Regions from separate parts of the Zea mays genome. Here region 1 is linked to region 2. The links are chromatin contacts, called in public Hi-C maps. All regions are on one chromosome and are shown on one strand. The core of a region is the stretch at or near the end of the contact, and the rest is flanking DNA. Distances in the headings are between cores, read along the strand shown. Region 1 holds the start of LOC100274090. Region 2 holds the start of LOC100272507.

The links. A called contact is a pair of places that touch in the nucleus more often than the background predicts.
Region 1: a contact with region 2 is called in a Hi-C map of ear, with 1.8 times the contacts expected there. The contact joins the promoter of LOC100274090 here to the promoter of LOC100272507 in region 2. A contact is called at or near these places in 3 of 25 Hi-C or Micro-C datasets (bundle sheath, ear and leaf).

Annotation. Positions count from the first base shown.
Region 1 is chr7:147,787,546-147,793,476 of Zm-B73-REFERENCE-NAM-5.0, reverse strand. LOC100274090 reads left to right here and starts at 3,179. Exons shown (of 10, transcript NM_001148469.1): 1 at 3,179-3,392. The coding sequence starts at 3,309. It also overlaps the pseudogene LOC103633056 and the pseudogene LOC103634253.
Region 2 is chr7:147,246,783-147,252,585 of Zm-B73-REFERENCE-NAM-5.0, reverse strand. LOC100272507 reads left to right here and starts at 1,565. Exons shown (of 1, transcript NM_001146976.1): 1 at 1,565-2,484. The coding sequence starts at 1,638. The coding sequence ends at 2,378. It overlaps LOC100383402 (Flap endonuclease GEN-like 1), which reads right to left. Exons shown (of 8, transcript NM_001176057.1): 7 at 5,668-5,803; 8 at 4,744-5,289. The coding sequence ends at 5,011.

The sequences.
Region 1 (5,931 bases), core at 1,930-4,429, 540 kb before region 2:
CCTCCCCACGTCAAGTCGCACCGGAGTGGCGACAAGAAGAAGAAAATGAAGAAAGCCTGTCTGATTACGCGTGTGAGGGTCAGAGAGGAGGGAGGGGCTGTGGAAATGACGGGGAGAAGGGAGCTTCTGTTGCTTGCGCTCTTGGGAGTCCTTCAGCTAGCTCTTCGTCTACCTTCCGCAGGTGAGGGTCTTCGGTTTCGTAATCGACTCTTGTCAGTTCGTGAGAGCTCTATTGTTAGCTGAATGAAACACTTGATAGTACTACCTTTCTCTTCTTATTTTTTCCTTTTTGTTTCTTGTGGAGTTTGAACTGAACTACTATTCGCGATGATGGTTGCCACTTGCCAGCTGCAAAATTCAGTCTCAAATAGAAATTTAGCTTCACTCGAGCTTGCGGTTAAGATGCCAGTGGCACAGTCCAACCTTCTCAGTCTAAATCTCTTCTTGAGCTGTTGCTCTACGCTATTCTTTCACCCTCATCAAACTATAGCTGTCTGTCTGGTCAGACGGCTTCCTCCATTAGTTGTCTCGTCTGATAGAGAAAGGAACAAGTGCTGGTGTGGAATAGGAGTCGTGTCTGCATTCTCTGGAGCTCTCTGAGCCACACGAATCCACGCCCACCGTCCCCTCAGGGCTTGTTCGGTTGCTAGAGGATTGGAGGGGATTGAAGAGGATTAAATCCCCTCCTATTCAATTTTGAATAGGAGGGGATTTAATCCTCTTCAATCCTCCTCAAAACACTAGTAACCGAACATGGCCTCAAGGTGTTAACATGCCATCAGGCCACAACGACATGTAGTGATGTGCGGTGAAACAGACACGGTGACACCATCACCTAATTACATACAGATACAGTTCTACAAATGTTTTTTAATTCACGTGTTTAGACCGGACTTCGCCCTCGACGTGTCGAGCACTCGAGCTTGGAAGTGGCTTATGTGTTCATTGGAGGTCTTTGGAGCACGAGAATTTTTTGAAGAAACGTCTAGCTTTTATGATACCCAGTAGATTGAATGGTTGATGAGTAGAAGAAGTACATTAAGCTGAGACACGTGTATGCTTGCAGCGTCGCAATCCTTCATCGACATCAACTACGGCGAAGCAGCCGACAACCTCCCACTGCCATCGTCCACCGCGCGCCTCGTCAAGTCCACGATCATCACCAAGGTGCGCCTCTATGGGACCGACCCGACCATCATCTCCGCCTTCTTCGAAATGGGCGTATGGCGTCTCCCTCCTCCTGGGCGCCACCAACGGCGACATCGCCAACCTCGCTTCCTCGCCCGCCGCCGCCGCGGCCTAGGTCGCCGGGCACCTCCCAGCCTCATCACCGACTGTCTCCATCGTCTCTGTCGGCCACGAGGTCCTCTTCGCCAACGCCTCGCTCGCGTCGTGGCTCATCCCGGCCATGCAGAACCTGCACGACGCGCTGCCGCCCAACTCCAGTGTCAAGGTGTCCACCGTGAACGCCATGGACGCGCTGGCGAGCTCCGACCCGCCCTCCTCCGGCGCGTTCAAGCCAGAGCTCGCGGCGACGCTCGACCCGCTGCTAGCGTTCCAAAGACCGACTCGTCGTTCCTCATCAACCCGTACCCCTACTTCGCGTACCTCAGCGACCCGCGGCCAGATACGCTGGCCTTCTGCCTGTTCCAGCCCAACGACGGTCGCGCCGGACGCCTGGTCCGGCCTCACGTACACCAACATGTTCGACGCGCAAGTCGACGCCGTGTGCGCCGCGCTGGATGCCAAGGGGTACAAGGACGTCGACATCGTGGTGGCCGAGACCGGCTGGCCGCACAAGGGTAACCCCGACGAGGCCGACGCCACGGTGGAGAACGCGCGCGCCTTCGTGTCGGGCCTCGTGTCGCACCTCCGTTCCCTGTCCAGCATGCCGCGCGCGCCCGACAAGTCGGTGGTGACGTACATCTTCGCCATGTACGACGAGGACCTCAAGCCCGGCAAGGCGTCAGAGCGATACTTCGGGTTGTTCCAGACCAGCCTCGCAGAGACGTACCCGACAGGGTTGTTGAGGAACGGCACGACCGGACTGACACCAGCCACGACCAGTGGCAGAGCTGGGATTTCTCTAAGTATACAGTCAGATATAGCACTTTCATACCGGCTAAATAAATTAAATCGAAAAATACATAAATAATGCCACATATGAACTTTATTTGGACACAATAATTGTAATTGAAATAAAATTGGCTTAAACAAACGATTAACTAATTAAAAATAATAATAGATCTTCATCTCTATAACCAATTTATCAATTGTCTGGGTGGTTTTCGTTAGCAAAACGATACTTGTTTACATCACCTGCAGAAAGCTTAAAGAAGAAAAAAGTGATGTTTGGTTTATTCAAAGTTGAATGTTCTTGTTCCTCAGACAGATTTTAGCCGGAGATTTCAGCAAACCTGATTTTAGCAAATCTTCTAAAGTATCCATATACAATACAATATATCTAAATACTACACACTAGGCTGACCGTCTACTGACGGCAGTCCACAGCCGCTGGGCGCCTAGTTGCCACGCTAACTACGTGTTGTGTGGCTGCTTGTCCGCCTGTACGTCACGTCTTCTCTCTACGCCGTTCTTGGCTACTCTTCTAACCCTAGCTAGATAGTCCAAAAGTAGGGCCCAGGCCCTAGTGGCCATAGGCCTATCTACGCTCCTGGCCACGACGCCGCCGCCAACGACGTTCGCCGCGGTGCTGAAGCCAACACTAGGACAGCAGCCACATGTGGGGTTACAGTATGATACAGGGAACTTTCTAATAAGAGTGCCTCCGTCGGTGCAGGTGACTCCAGCGCAACAAGGCTCGACGGCGGCAGCTTGGCCTTCCGGCCTCTGCAAGCTAGGGTAGGGACGACTACATTAAGAGGGACCACCATAGCTTGCACCACCCTTATGATCTATAAATTTGGAATAACCACCAGACCATATATATCTTAGTATTTAGAAATAAACAATAAAAATATTTGTAGCTTAAACGCCGTTTCTCACGCTCCCCGTCTCGTGGCAACGCACCGTTACGACCAGTAGATATATTATTTATAGAGTTTAGTTGAAAATACAGCGGAGGACAGAGAGTGTGGAACTGTGGATCGTACAACTCAAAGACTAGCAAAGAGGTCAGGTGACCGGCTCACCGCTCGGAGTCGCGGCTTCAGAAATCAGAATCAGAGCACCTGCCTCTCTTCAGTTTGTTGCCGTCTCTCTCTCTCCTCTTGACGCAACTCCTCTCCTATCTTCTCTCTCTCCATCGCTCCCTCCTCCGCGCCGCGTTGGCACCGAACCCTCCTGTCATGGCAAGGCCGCCGAAGGAGGCGATTGATACCTTCATCAGCATCACGGGGGCGGACGAGGCCGTCGCCGTACGCAAACTCGAGGTACCGCCCAAAGGCCTTTCCCTTTTCCTTTTCACTTCCCCCTGTTCAATTCAGACTCCGGAATCTGGCGAAATCGGTTAGGCTCGTCTTCGATGTGGTCATGCTGGGGCGAGCGTTAGGGCTTGGTGTCTAATCGTGTTTTCGGGTGTGTAGCGGATGGAGTTGGGGTTTTGGTGTGATGCGACGAGATGTCATCGGGATCAGGTGCACCAGATTTGCATGCCAGCCTTATTAACCCACATGGCTTTTTGAATCGTGGAGTCATTAGCAATTGCTGGAATTGGTGTGCAGTTACGGAATGGATTTTGGTACCAACTCTCCTGTCTCGTCGCTTTTTTTTGGTCCCCTTTCTGTTTTTTTATCTTTAGTGCCTGTTTGTTTGGTCGGAATTGAATCTCATTCTAGGAATATCATTCTAGCAGTTAGATTCAGTTGGAATTAAATTATCTAGAATTATATTAATTTCAATTTTTTTGTTTGGATGTGCAAAGAAAGTAATTTTTAGAATTGGATTCTAAATAATTGTTTGAATAATCAGAAATTCAAATGAAACAACATGGCACTAGTTTACCAGATCCGATTAAATGTTGTTCAGTTGTTCTGCAGTTGCCGCATGTTCGGTTTGCAAGAACAGTGGATGAAGAAAAAATGCAACAGTAAAATCAAACACACCTTGACGTCGACGGTTGATCAACAATCAATATTACCTATGTCAATCTCTCAGCAGTCAATTTACATCATCTGCCACCTTCCCTTGCGAGCCGCCGAACCCTCCCATCCCGCTGTCATCGTGGCTGCTGTGTATACTATCAGCGGCGGCTGTGCTCATGAGCTGCTGCTTGATCTCCTTGTAGTTGTACTCCACCGACACCTGCTGATGGGCTTGCTGGTGAGCATCTGCAGCTGCTGATCAGCCTGCAGTTGTCATGCTTCATTCTGCTGCCGCCGTTGTTGTAGCCGAACAAGTAGCCGTCGAAGCCCAGCTCCTTGCCATGGCCATTGCCGTACTGTGGCTGCTGCTGGCTATGTGCGCAGCCGCTGTCCCATGAGCTGCAGCTTTGCTGGTCTCTGCCGAACACGATCATGCTGCCACTCTCCTCTTTCACCACATGCTGCTGCTGCTGAAACTGCTGCTGCGTGTGCAGTAGTGACATTGGGATGCCAAGGCTGGCGATGCCGGGGCTTAGCATGTAGTCTTGGTGTCAAGGTCCGTTATAGCGATGGCGGTACTGTAGCACGCCCTTAGGTTGGTTAGATAAAGATAATGCTCGTTTGGGATAAGATTAGAATTAGAGATAAGATTAGATCTAGTGCTTAAAGGTCAAGTAACCCTCTATATATAAGGAGAGAGATTGTATCAATTGAAGGTAAGCAAGAGATTAGAAGTAAATCCCTTCTCTCTTGTCGGCCATGGGCAAAGCCTTGCAGCCGGCCTCCCCAGCGCCCTCTAACCCTAGTCGTCGCCCTCAAACCCCTCGCCTCACCTCCGTAACCCTAGATCCATAACAATCTAGTATTGGAGATGTCAGGCCCTCCACCCACCACCGCCTCACCTTCGGCGTCCTTTGCGCCACCACCGGCCGCCTCAGTCCCTGCCCTTGCGTCACCGGCGACGACATCGACCCTCACCCTGGAAGTCGTAGCCCAAATGGTTGCCGATCTCGGTCGTTCCGGGGCGGCCATCACCGTCTTCCTCTCCAATTTTCCACCGCCACGGCACACATCCCATACCACCCTTCCGCCGCCGTTGCATGCATTGCCGACACCACCGGCATCGGCCCCGCTCTCCCTTCCAGGCTCGATCCGCCCACCCAGCGCCTCGACGGTACCATGCCTGCACATTCATCTGTTGCCCATGCCGCCGTCACCTTCCCCTATTCCATCATACGCCATGGCTATTGGGGGACCCTAGTACACCATGCCTTCGTCGCAAACACAGATTGCGACATCAGGTGCAGTTAACCCTCAGGGAGGCCTACCCCTTTACCTCATCTCCATGCCACCATCACCATCACCAATTCCATCGTACGCCCTCTCATCCACAATGGCGCTGGAATTCACGATGTCAACGTCTTCTTCACCGACCCCGTCGTTCACCACCCCCATGCCTATGCCACCACAACAACACTGTGATGATGTCTTCTACGGGGGCATGGATGGCATCCGGGCATCGACGACGTAGCTACAGGTGGTGGCACGCTGCCTCCTAGCGCGTCGGGAAGGACATCACCACATCTTCAAGCGGTGGTGCATAGTCGTCCCAGCAACCTTGCAGCAGCTCACGAAGAAGAAGGCAATTGCGCGGGCGAGTGCTGCAAGGTGTCAGCGGCGGTGCGATTGCAGGCTGCGGCGCGTGGCCTTCTAGTGCGCCGACAGATGCTCGAGGCAGCCTTTGCGGGAGTCGAATTCGGCACACGGGGCCGCGACCTTGCCTTGTTGGACGGCCATCAGCAACCGCGCTGGCCCGCTGTCTCCAAGCACGAGCATGGTGCGTGTCACGCGGGCGACGAACTCCAACTCTACGACAGCGGCGGTAGGG
Region 2 (5,803 bases), core at 316-2,815:
TGAAGCATGGGATGCAGGAGGTCTCTATCAAGTTGGTCAGTTTCCTCACTGGAACGTTTGGTCAGAGTGGAATGGTAAGGTAAGATACTTTCAAAGACTTGAAAGTCTTTTTGCTACTTGGTACTTTCTAAATAACAAATGAAGCCTTGTCAAATACTGAATGTAAGTTTCAACAGATATATTTAAATAGATGAGTGCTTCTATCTACCTGTGAATTGTCTATAGCTGTGTTTATACGGCGGTTTAATTTTGGTAATATCGATACTATTTATCACAGGAGACAATTCTATTATGTTTGACATCTGTGCATGTGTTGAAAGACCAAATGCCCATCCATATGTGTCAGGTAATACCGATAGCACTATGGAACCAGGATTTAACTGTGGAATGCTCACTTCTAATAGAGCAGTCACCAATGTTAGTGTAGCACTATGCCACCAGGAATTAACTGCTTACCATTGACATGATCTCTGAACACAGGCACTGTCATGTCTTATTTTAGTATTAAATAGGTTGGTCATACATACCTGACATGAGGATTAATTGTGAAGTTTTAATACTAATCACGAAGTTTGCTAATTAATTATGGACCAAGTTACGGCCGCGTACTGTGCATAAAATAAATAAAAATAAAACTAATATTGGATGGTAGTTGAGTTAGTTGATAATAAAAGTATATAATATTGGTGTAGTGGGGTATAGAGGTTTGATATAGGGGGAACCGCTGTAGAGCGTGGAGATATAGGGGGAGAGAGAACGCTGACGTGGCACGTGAGTGAGATATAGGGGGAGAAATTTAGAGGGAACCGCTGAAGTCAGTCTCAGGAGCGCTTGCGGCGAGCCTCCCTCTCCCCTTATACAGTGCATGTATAGAGTAGCTCTTGAGGTGCAGCGGCTGACGCTAAAATCATCTCTACGTGAAACAGTTTTAGCGCCAAACGCAGCCGTCCGCTAGATCCAGGGGTGGACTGTAGCACCCCTTGACTTAAGTTTAGTGTTGGTTGGTATTTAATAGTTAAAGAAAAATGGTAATAGAAAATAAATATGGTTAAATAATGATATTTTATAGTTGTAGTGTGATATAGGTGGAGTATTTAGAGGGAACCGCTGCGGAAGATGAAAAAATAGAGGGAAACATATAGGGAAAAAGTGATATAGGGGGAAAAATTTAGAGGTAGCGATTGCGGATAGCCTCAGTGTCTGCTTTGTTTCCTCCAGCGTCCAGAGTGCGCCTGGGAGCAGGTGGGCCCATGTCCTCCACTGCAGTGCACTACAAAAACCACTGTCAATGTCAAGCAGCGAGCTGCACCTGCACCTGCATATTTTGCCCAGCTAGCCCCCACACGGCCAAAACATATTTTATTAGCACCCAGGCTTCCCTCCGAAAGAATCTACTGGCACCAGCTGTTTCCTTTGCCGCGGCCAGCCGCCCAACCGCCGTTCGTCACCATGGCTTCTCCGCGTGTGAACACCAACATCGCAGGGCATACCTATAAATACTACGCATCAACCACACGCTTCACAGCAGCCAGCACCAGCACTCAGACTCAGCTCAATCCCGAGACAAAGGAACCCACCTCCACTCCCACCAGCAAGCTCAAGCAAGCAGCCACCACCAGCAGCGATCAGCGGCAGCCATGGACATGGGCCGGCACCAGCTCCAGCTCCAGCACGCGGCCTCCTCGTCCTCCACCTCGGCGTCGTCCTCGTCCGAGCAGGACAAGCCGCTCTGCTGCTCTGGTCCCAAGAAGCGCCCCGCGGGGCGCACCAAGTTCCGGGAGACGCGGCACCCGGTGTTCCGCGGCGTGCGGCGGCGGGGCGCCGCGGGGCGGTGGGTGTGCGAGGTGCGCGTCCCCGGGCGGCGCGGCGCGCGGCTGTGGCTCGGCACCTACCTCGGCGCCGAGGCGGCGGCGCGCGCGCACGACGCCGCGATGCTCGCCCTGGGCCGCGGCGCGGCCTGCCTCAACTTCCCCGACTCCGCGTGGCTGCTCGCCGTGCCGCCCCCGCCCGCGCTCTCGGGCGGCCTGGACGGCGCCCGCCGGGCCGCGCTCGAGGCCGTCGCGGAGTTCCAGAGACGCCGCTTCGGGGCGGCAGCCGCCGACGAAGCGACCTCGGGCACGTCTCCTCCCTCCTCCTCCTCCTCGGCGACGAAGCCGGCGCCGGCGATTGAGCGCGTGCCTGTGGAGGCCAGTGAGACGGTGGCGTTGGACGGCGCCGTGTTCGAGCCCGACTGGTTCGGGGACATGGACTTGGACTTGTACTATGCCAGCCTCGCGGAAGGGCTGCTCGTGGAGCCGCCGCCACCGCCACCGCCCGCCGCCTGGGATCATGGTGACTGCTGCGACTCCGGAGCTGACGTCGCGCTCTGGAGCTACTAGCAAGCTATAGCAGCAATAAGCTCCACCAACTCATCTGTACTGTAGTGTACTTGTACCTTGTACCTTGTACCAAAATCCAAATTGATTTGTAGCGAATTAACTTACCAATCCCCCTTGGCAACTCAGGTGCTACTTCCACTTCATTTCATTCCATAAAAAAGGGAACAAGAAAGCAACACATGCCTCAAAAGAAAGACCCTCACACCCTGATTCAAACGAATGGCTCTAGAATCTCTGGAGGTCCAAGAAACGAGCAACCGGTAGAGGTAGCTTTTCACGCAGCTGTCCGGTCGTCGCAGTGAGCGATCCAGAAGGCTTGCTAAAAAAAGGCGAGATTTGTCCTGTTTCGCCGGCCTACCGTTCCGGGTCGTGGTGGTCTTGTTACCCCCATCAACAACCGTCCGTCATACAGGTCGTACGGACGCGCACGTGTGACCGGAGGAAAAAAAAAACAAGAGACCAGTACCACTACAGCTCAAAGTCAAAGAGTAAGATCGATCTAATCAACTTGATGTACAGTACTACCAAGGATTAGCTGACTTCCAGTCTCCATATATCCCCAACGCATGCAGTGACGTGCAGCGAGGAGACAAGCTACTACTACTACTACTTGCGTTCAAGGGTCAAGAGAGACTCGCTTCGCTTCACCGGATCTATCTTATCTCACGCCGTTCTAGATGCAGCCCAAAAGCTAGCAGGCAACAATGATCCTTATCTTGACTTGCCCCTTTGTGGTAAGTACATGCTCCAGCAATCTATGAGCCTGTTTGGTTCAGTTTTTTTCTGACCAGCTTTTCTGAAAATCTGGCCGTGAGGAGAATCTGAGTATCATTACGATTACGTGTGGAGGAAGATAAAGTTGTTCATAGGGCTAAGGATCTAGAAAATGACAGATTTTTACTATTACAACGACTCAACCGATTATGTGTTTATGTTGATTTTGAATGGTTTTTGCCCCCAAAGAATTTTATAGAAGCTGACTGAAAAACTGAGCGTTTGGCAGTTCACAACAACTTTTGGTGGCCAGAAACTGACGGAAGCTGAAACAAACAGGCCCTGTCAATCCTAGCTAGGCGCCTCCACAAGAGGGGGTGCGCTTTGTTTCTCCTCCTGCCTGCAAGGCCAAGTGCACAAGAGGATAGTGCTCCACAAGTAGTAGTAGTATGTGTGTGCATTTTCAACATGCTGTATGCAACCATTATCAAGTAGTATGAGATGCCATGTACAACTATGCTAGTTATTATGGTGTTTTATAGATTGGCGTATGCCTTAATGCATAAGATTTCCTTGCATGATGCGTGTGCAACTCAGTCAGAAGCAGAAGCCAACGACATAAATAGCAAGTACATAACTATAACTATGCTCATAGATTCCAGCAAGCCTCATAAGAAGGCAACATAACTAGCTATTATCATGGAAAATGAAGGTCTGACCAAGACCATGGTAATATAGTCTTGGTCACCCGTAAACCACATAGATTTAGTCAAACTGGCCATGGAAACATCTAGGACCCTAGTTGGGTTTTAGTTTAGAGAGGCAAAATTGAGTTAGGTCACAATAAGAGATTGATTGGGCATATTTGGTATTCATGCCCCTATTAATGGGGAGCAATCATCGATTTTTAAAGGTGAGCAAGAAGAGGTTAAGGACAAGGAATTAATCGATTAGCGATAGGATCTTTATTTTTCCTTTTAACCGTATTAATGTATTATAAAGGGGGTATGTATGGGTAGCTTGACCTAGATAAGTCTAGTGTAAGGTGGTAATGTACAATTGTGTACAATGGTGAAAACTAGTGTTAGAGAAACCTATGATAACCCATGAGAAGTTTGAGATGAAATCCATCTCGGAAACTGTTGAAACAGGGAGTTGGCGGTGCTAATAACATTCCCTTCTTGTACACTGGGCAGTTGGCCTACAGCTAACGAGCTGATGATTTCAGTCAGCTTACCGTAATTGCATAATGCTCGAGATCGAGGTAATGCTGTGCCGGCCAAGGCTGCAAAAGACCAGCGGTGGGCCATTGCAGTTTGCCAAGAGCCCAAGAGGACGTCTCACACACCACCTGACCACCACACACGAACAACAGATAGATCTGCTGCCTATATGTTAATGTTATCATCAGACATCACTGCACAAGCTTCATCTGAGTGCTCATAATTGCCATGGCCGCCAGATGATGCCGCAGCGAAGGACAAGGTTGAGCCAACGGGTCCATGAAACTATAATTACATTCAGCACTCTAATATCTGGAGTAGTACTACCGCATAATGTAACATGACAGCATCAAGTCTGTCAGCTATTGTCCAGGCATAAAAGCAGACATAAAACCAAAAAAAAGCTTTTTTTTTAGTTCAGAATGATTACTCTAGCAGCGGCACGCGACCCATTCCTCTAGAATTGAAAGTGAGTTCCACGAAAAGCACTTAAAACCAATACAAAGATGAGGTTCAGATAATCGTTCTGAACTAAGACCTGCTCCATTTTTCCTCTTGACAGAGATGATGCTCTGTTCCCTGTACAAAATGAGCCGCGGATACCTACACCGGCTAATAGGTTAAGGCGTTCTCTAGGTCATTTACAACAGTGGCACAGCAAGATTACAGTGCTCACCAGAAGGCCAGGCTAGTCCTCAGCAATCGAAGAGGAGGCGGCGGCGAACGGACTTCGGCAGGCTCTTGTTGTTGAGGTCCCTGTCAGAGGATTTTCTCGAGCCATCCCTCGCAGCAGCGTGCCCCTCTCCCGCCTGCTTCTTCTTCCCAGATTCCATGTCCTGCCCTTTCTTCGAGCGGTAGAACTCTGTGATGCTAAGCTGCACCCCACTAGGTCTCGGACCTTTAGGTGTCTCGCACCCACTGTCTGCTAAGCTCGTTTTGGATTTCCGCGATCTTGATCTTGCTTCTTTCAGCCTCTGCAACAGTTATGCAGATGTGTTAGTTGGAGTGAACAAAAATCATTGCAGTGGATGGTTCTTCAACTAAACAGCCACAGATAAGTTCGAGAGATAAAAAAACAGCCACAGATAAACGATGAAACACAACATAACACACAAAAATGACAATTAATCCAGCGATATAATATAAGATATTTTGTCAGGTGGTATAATCATCTACAAAATTAAATGCACAATGATTGAACTGAAACTTGGTTCTACGTTTTATGATAAACTAAATGCAGACTTCTTCGCGAGAAAATATTGCTAGCACGAAGAGTCTTAAAGTTGTCCAGTAAGTGACTAAGAGTCATGCATATTTCAAACTATCATAGCAAGAAAGCAACCAATGCACACCTGTTCTTCCTGAAACCTTGCTGTTTCCTTAGGAAAAGCAGCACCAACAAGTTGAATGTCTTCATCAGTCAATAGAAAGCAACAGCCATCATCCATAAGCACTTGTGGAACATCAGGTTCATCTAATAACTCTGGA